Linked DNA regions of Xenopus tropicalis: region 1 is linked to region 2. A link is a contact called in public Hi-C data. All regions are on one chromosome and are shown on one strand. Each heading gives the region's core, a stretch centred on a gene start, on an enhancer-like site or on the middle of the called end of the contact. The rest is flanking DNA. Distances are from core to core; before and after follow the strand shown. Region 1 holds the start of hoxc10 (homeobox C10). Region 2 holds the start of smug1 (single-strand-selective monofunctional uracil-DNA glycosylase 1).

Region 1 (3,444 bases), core at 557-3,056, 390 kb after region 2:
TTCCGAATTATAGCTGTCTTTTCAATATTTAAAAAATGTTATATGCAGATTTGTGCGCTTCATCACAGTGAATCGATCTCTTTCTATATATATTCCAAAACACACACTTACACACACATATAATATAAATATATATATATTTATATATATAAATATATATATATATATATATATATATATATATATATATATATATATATATACTCCAAAACACAAACACAGTTAACAGTTACACACACGCACACTCTATACATCTTTATATATATATACATACTATATATATATATATATACACACACACACCACATACATACATACCACTGTCTCACTATTAACAGAAAGGGGATACAACATAAACAGACATTTTAGCTTATGCAAAAGCTTTGTCTTATGAGCTGAATATAAACACACATGTAGCAGTCTGCCAAAAGCCTAAAATAGAGACAGTGGATCACAACAAAGGGTAAAACACGAATTCCCTGCTCCACTTGTAAAATCTAATCTGAACACAGTAAATATAGCTCATGCTTAGGACAGTAGAAATATTTTAGAAACATCTGTTTTAGCTACAGACTTATAACGAAATACAACATTCTTGATCTATTTTTTCGGATTCGAAGATATAAACTAACTCCTGTAACACACAAACAGGCATTTTTACTATAGGGTAAGGAGACAACAAGGCACACCATGATGTATATATATATATAAATATATATTATTATTTTTTTTACCAATAACGAATTTCACTTTTCAGGTTTCGGGCTATTTGTAGAATAACTGAATTGTTTACTATATAACAAAGGAGATATATGAATATGATATATATTTAATATATATGTATATAGCTTGAACAGCTCTGGGGTGATCAATGTGCTGGCAGGCAGGCAGGAAGCCATTGCACACCGCAGAGTGCTAATTACAGCAATGTTGCAAGGAAGTTTGCCCAGCCAGCCTGCTACACTGCTGCACATTGTCAATGACCCAAGCTGAATGTCTCCTTACCTTTTGCTTCAGCGTCAGAATTGTCGGTGCTGGTGTCTGTGTTCTTGCTCGGCTCCTTGTCCCCTTCGGAGGGTGGCAGTTTGGGGGCTGGGAGACTTTTCTCTGTCTTTATATCACTGGCGGTGGCAGAGCTGGTAGTAAGGTTGGTGGCCAGGGACTGGTTGTCCGTCTTGGTGTTTTCGGGGAACCCCCCCTTCCCCCCAGCTTGTTGTTGTTCCAAGATCTCACTTCTTGCGCTAACACTCGTCCTATTCTCAAAAGTTGTCTCAAAGTCGCCAGTGGTGTGACAGCTTGGGGTCTTCTCCATTGAGTAACCTTGACTGGCTCGGTAGTAACTGGGGACAGGAACTTCATGGTCACTTGAGCGCGTCTCTGGCATCTGGTTTGGGTAGAGGGCAGCCTCGGTGGCATTTTTCGCTCTTTTATCCGTACTGTACATGCAACAAACATTCTCCTCCTTGACATTGGTTGGGAAAGAGCAGGATGAGAGCTGCCTTGCAACAGGTTGTTCAATCCTGTAAGTATTTTTGGGTTCGCACCAACTGTCCAGTTGAGAGAGGTAAGATGGATAGGTGTTGAGAGACAAGCCAGGGTTATTCACATCGTCCCTTTTTGAAAGAGACGGGACAATTCCACAGTTTCTCATCATCCCACAGCTGAAATCGCTCCCAGTCTGCATATACATCCCTTGGTTGGTGGAATAAGTCTCTCCTCTGCAGCTACCGGCCAAAGAGTCCATCAAAAACGAGTTAGGAGTCACATTGTTGGGACATGACATTTTCAGACAGGGTTTTTAAAGAGGAATACTACAGCCAGTGGCTGACATCTTTTTTTTAGGGAAAAATATCAGCACCATAATTATCCACGCATTGGCCCCACCACGTGACTCCCAAGCCAATGAGGATTGAAAATGGCCTTGGTGATTCAGACGCAGGTGACGTCACAGGGGTCAAGTTGTCGAAAGGAGGAAAATGAACGTGGAGTAAGAGCGCCATCTATCTGACTTTGTGAGGTATAGACCCAAGGACCTTAAAGTTGAACAAAGGATGTAGTTCAGTTTGTTTACCAGTGATTCAACGCAGGTCCAGGGAGGAGAGGGCATTGCCAAAGGTAAAGCTCACTAACAGGCAAGTAACATTGCAAGGAGAATGGGGTTCGTCTTTAGAAAGCTTTTTGAATTTGCCCCTGCAAATTATTTTCGTTTTTTGCGTCCTTGAAAACACCGAAGAGAAACAAAAAACTTTCATGTGACCCTCATGTAGCCCCTTCTCTTTGGGCAACTAAACAATTGCTCAGTAATTCTGATAAACAAATGCAATTAACTAACGCCGTGTGCCCGTGTGTCCCTTGCGTAATGTACATTAAATTGATACAGAATGCATAACCCTACACTATGTTTTACTATTAACACTATCAGTATTTGTATATTGTATATGTGTATGTATGTGTGTGTCCATATATGTAAAGATATAGATGTATAGCTATAGATACAGATATAGATATATACACTGTTTAGGTTAAGGAAGGCTTTGTGACTTAAATGTAAAAACAAATACCTGGATGCACATGTTTAATTCGAGTTTAATTGAATGTAATGTGTATGTTTGTGTGTAGAGAAATGGAACAAAGAAAAGCTTGCTCAATGTAGTCTAATTTACATGCAAACATATTTTTATTTGTTGAAGGTAAAACGCTAAAACACCAAATACTCTCTCAAATAGAGTTTTTGTTAATATTTTGGTAAGTAAACATTGTGCGTGCGTGACTGTGTGTATATGATATAAAAAAAAAAAGTATATTTGTTTCCATGTCTTCATTTGCAGACATTTAATGTATTTATATTTCTCAGCTTATATATATATATATATATATATACGCCACTAGAGAAAAGTATAATTTTAAAGAAACCTCTAGGATCTGTGAATGCAAGGCCATTAATTCGCTCCACCTTCATAAAATGATCTTTTGTTTCGATTACAGTTGTGCATTTTTTATTGCGTGTGATGACTTAATATTTGTGTTTAAAGTCATGCTTAGGCAATGAAGGGAATATAGTGGCGGGGGTGCATAGAGCAGAACCGTTTCCTACGAGTAGCACAGAAGAATAAACAATAACAGCAGCACACAGTTCAGTATCAAGGACACAGCTATATCAACGCCAAGTTGACAAATAAAGATTTCAATATGTAAAACTAGAGCAGTATTTTGTACAAGGCTCCCTGATTATTGGGTGCTGTCACGTACACTGGGAGAGATCTTGGGACACAATCCTTTTAGTTGCACTATTGGTGTAAACTTTTTTTCCTTTTACGATTCTGTTTTCTTACAAAGGCACATTTCCGCTGGTTTAGACCCTAAACTGTATATGGCATGTTCATTCCACCTATAGACCACAGTAAAACCTTCTCTTTTAAACGCCATTTGGTTTCCAGGGAAAGC
Region 2 (3,333 bases), core at 636-3,135:
GGGGGGGAAAAAAATATTTTACAGCAATTTCAAATAAGATTAAACGCGGGTGTGTTAATTTTATAACTAGTAATATACTTGATTATATAACTAGTAATATACTTGATTGATATTAATGCACAGTTCACCAATAGAGGAAATAAACTAGTAGTAGAGTAGAGTAGTTTATAAACACAAAACCCCTTGGACTTGGAGCACAAAAGCTCTAACACAATTGATTATGTGAACCATATTGTACAGCAACATGTTGTCACTCTATAAAATTGTAAATAACTGTAAGACACTTACAAGCTGTACAACAAGATAAAAATACCAATTAGTAAAGGATGAAGGACACTGCACACAAGGCAGAAATATTCCACAACAGAAATATCAGAACCAACAGATTGCCAGCCCAGGCCTGCATGCATTAAATGGCAGTGACAGGCAGATTTCAGTCTAAAGACATTCAAATCCGTGTTTTAGAACACTTAGGTGGCCATAGGTCGCCAAGCAAGCAGATTTTCTCCCGATATCCCCACCTACGGGTAGGCGATATCGGGCCAATGTAGGCTAATTCAATCGTTTGGCCCTGTTATTGAATTATAGTGGTGCTAATGGGCACAGTCGGTTTGGGAACCGCATCAGCCCCCATCCGACTAAATTTTTTAAGCTGCCCGATCAATATCTGGCCGATTTCAGGCCAGATATCGGTTGGGCATGCCCCTCGTTGCTGCCCCTACACGGGCCGATAAGCTACCGAATCGGCAGCTACAATCGGCCCGTGTATGGCCACCTTTACACAAGAGTATTTTCTCGTGTTCCTTTTTGGTGGATCTTACATACATTCCACTGCAGGGGAATGCAGGAATAAATAGACCATACTTACTGTGCTGCAGAGGAGCACACACATCAAGTTGCACTCCATCTGTGTTCTACGCTTCACGGTGGCACAATGAGTACAATCTCATAGAAAGAACTTGGCAGAGTTTACTCCTGCAGTGGAACACATGTAAGATCCACCACAGAGAAAAAACCACTATTGTGTAAAAGCACTTTGGTTAGGGGGTTGCCATTCACTTTAAAGGGGTGGTTTACCTTTGAGTTAACTTTAAGTATAATGTGAAGAGTGATAGTCTGAGAAAATGTGCAACCGGTCTTTATTTTTTATTATTTCTAGTTATTTTATTTTCAGTTTGGGTGCTCTCCAGTTTGGCGTTTTAGCAGCTATTTGGTTGTTGGGTCCAAGTTACCTTAGCAACCAGGGAGTGGTTTGGATGACAGACTGGGATATGAATAGAAGGTGGCCATTTTTGGCTGGCGGGGTCAGTGACCCCCATTTAAAAACTGCAAAGAGCTGGAAGAAGGCAAATAATTTAAAAACTATAATAAATATTGACGACCAATTGAAAAGTTGTTTAGAAATGGCCATTCTATAACCCGTAGAACCCTACCTGTAAATCACTTCAGTTCTTATTTTCTTCTAACACGACTTAATACCTGTTTTAATTTATTTTCTTAACCCTAAGAATGAATCTGTGTGACACTGACTCGTCGAAATAAACCCTTACAATTACATTGTGTAAGCATAGCCGGTTTTACATGTATTTCTTCCCAACACAGATCTATACATGACTTCTAAGGAAACTGGGAGCCGAGGCAGCAAAGGGCATGACAAGAAACTATCACCAAAATCAAGTGTTTTTGCTTCCTTTTCTTTCTAACAGAAGTAGGAGGTACGAGCAGGAGAAACAGAGAATTTGACGAGAGCTACGACGACGTACCAGCAATTTCCGACTGTGTTACGCCAACTCGCCACTCCCACAAGGCGCTGCGTGTGCGTCACCGCGTTACGTGAAGTCCTGACGCCAGTCTCGCGTGAAGAGACTTGTGGCTTTGGGATTTCATGCCCTGGAAGCGAAGAACCTGCAGTTTTGCGTGAGGTTTGGGACTGAGTGTGGGACTGAGTGTGGGACTGAGTGTGGGACTGAGTGTGGGACTGAGTGCTGTGTTTGGGGAACTGGAACTCTTGGGCAGTATGGAAGCTGTGTAGCGGGAAGGATATGCATGCTGGCTGCAGAGAGTCGGTTGTGAAGAATAGTGACATTCCGTAGCTACAATAGAGATGGCAGGGGGTAAGTTACGCGATTTAAAGTGATATTACGTATTTCTACCTGACTATAGCGTGCAATATTCATCTTTAACTCATTTCTAGTAATGGACGTGTTTGAGGAAAAATGGATAATTTTGTGTTGCAATATGGTTGTCCTTTTTTTTGGCTTCCTCATGGGCAAAATGTACCATACCTACCATCTGCCTGAAGGCAAGGCCGCACCAGCATCCAATCCCTGTGACTTAATGGAGAACTAAAGCTTAATAAAGAAGTAGGCAAGAAATGCTGCACATTAGGGGGGCACATTTATCAAAGTATGATTGAATCCGAATACAAAAAAATGGTATTGTGTGTATTTTCTGCGACTTTTTCGTACCTTGCAACAAAATCGCATTTGTCGCAACGAGTACAAAAGTTTTGGATTCATTCAAGCTTCGGTATCGTGACTTTCCTTGGGCCGGGTTGGAGCTGCAGAGTGCCATTGAGCCCTATGGGAGACTTTCCTTGGGCCGGGTTGGAGCTGCAGAGTGCCATTGATTCCTATGGGAGACTTTCCTTGGGCCAGGTTGGAGCTGCAGAGTGCCATTGAGCCCTATGGGAGACTTTCCTTGGGCCGGGTTGGAGCTGCAGAGTGCCATTGAGCCCTATGGGAGACTTTCCTTGGGCCAGGTTGGAGCTGCAGAGTGCCATTGAGCCCTATGGGAGACTTTCCTTGGGCCAGGTTGGAGCTGCAGAGTGCCATTGAGCCCTATGGGAGACATTCCTTGGGCCGGGTTGGAGCTGCAGAGTGCCATTGAGCCCGATGGGAGACTTCCAAAATCAATTTTCTATTTTAAAAATGGAAATGCGGCTTTAAAAGTTACCAGAGGCGGCTTTTTGTTTTCAGAAATAAGTACCCCTAAGCTTAACTTCTCAACAGCTGCCCAGAGCACCCTGAGCATGTGCTTGTCACTGACACTCCTAACAGAATGCAAGATGCTGCAGCAGCCAAGAATAAATGTTTAATAATATGTCAAATAAAAGTGGAATGACGAACACTGGCCCTGCTAATCCTGACTCCAGCAAACTGTACACTAAAATTGTTTAACTTGTTGATGCTACATGATATACCAGTGCTAAATCACATCATTGTAGTAGCATCAGTAGGTCTAAGCAATTTCATTGTCAGTACCAACTTGCATTCTGATCAAATTAAATTTACACTTGCACCCTAAGGGCAATGGCACATGCTGTGGCGATTA

What was found. Hi-C and Micro-C count contacts between places; a contact is called where the count stands out from the background.
Region 1: a Hi-C map of neurula embryo shows a contact between it and region 2, with 4 times the contacts expected there. The contact joins the promoter of hoxc10 here to the promoter of smug1 in region 2. A contact is called at or near these places in 2 of 5 Hi-C or Micro-C datasets (gastrula embryo and neurula embryo).

Annotation. Positions count from the first base shown.
Region 1 is chr2:146,109,436-146,112,879 of UCB_Xtro_10.0, forward strand. It overlaps hoxc10 (homeobox C10), which reads right to left and starts at 1,807. Exons shown (of 2, transcript NM_001271307.2): 1 at 1,006-1,807. The coding sequence starts at 1,783. LOC105946564 (a long non-coding RNA gene) reads left to right here and starts at 1,972. Exons shown (of 3, transcript XR_001170013.3): 1 at 1,972-2,115.
Region 2 is chr2:145,724,011-145,727,343 of UCB_Xtro_10.0, forward strand. It overlaps smug1 (single-strand-selective monofunctional uracil-DNA glycosylase 1), which reads left to right and starts at 1,886. Exons shown (of 3, transcript NM_001097317.1): 1 at 1,886-2,114. The coding sequence starts at 2,099.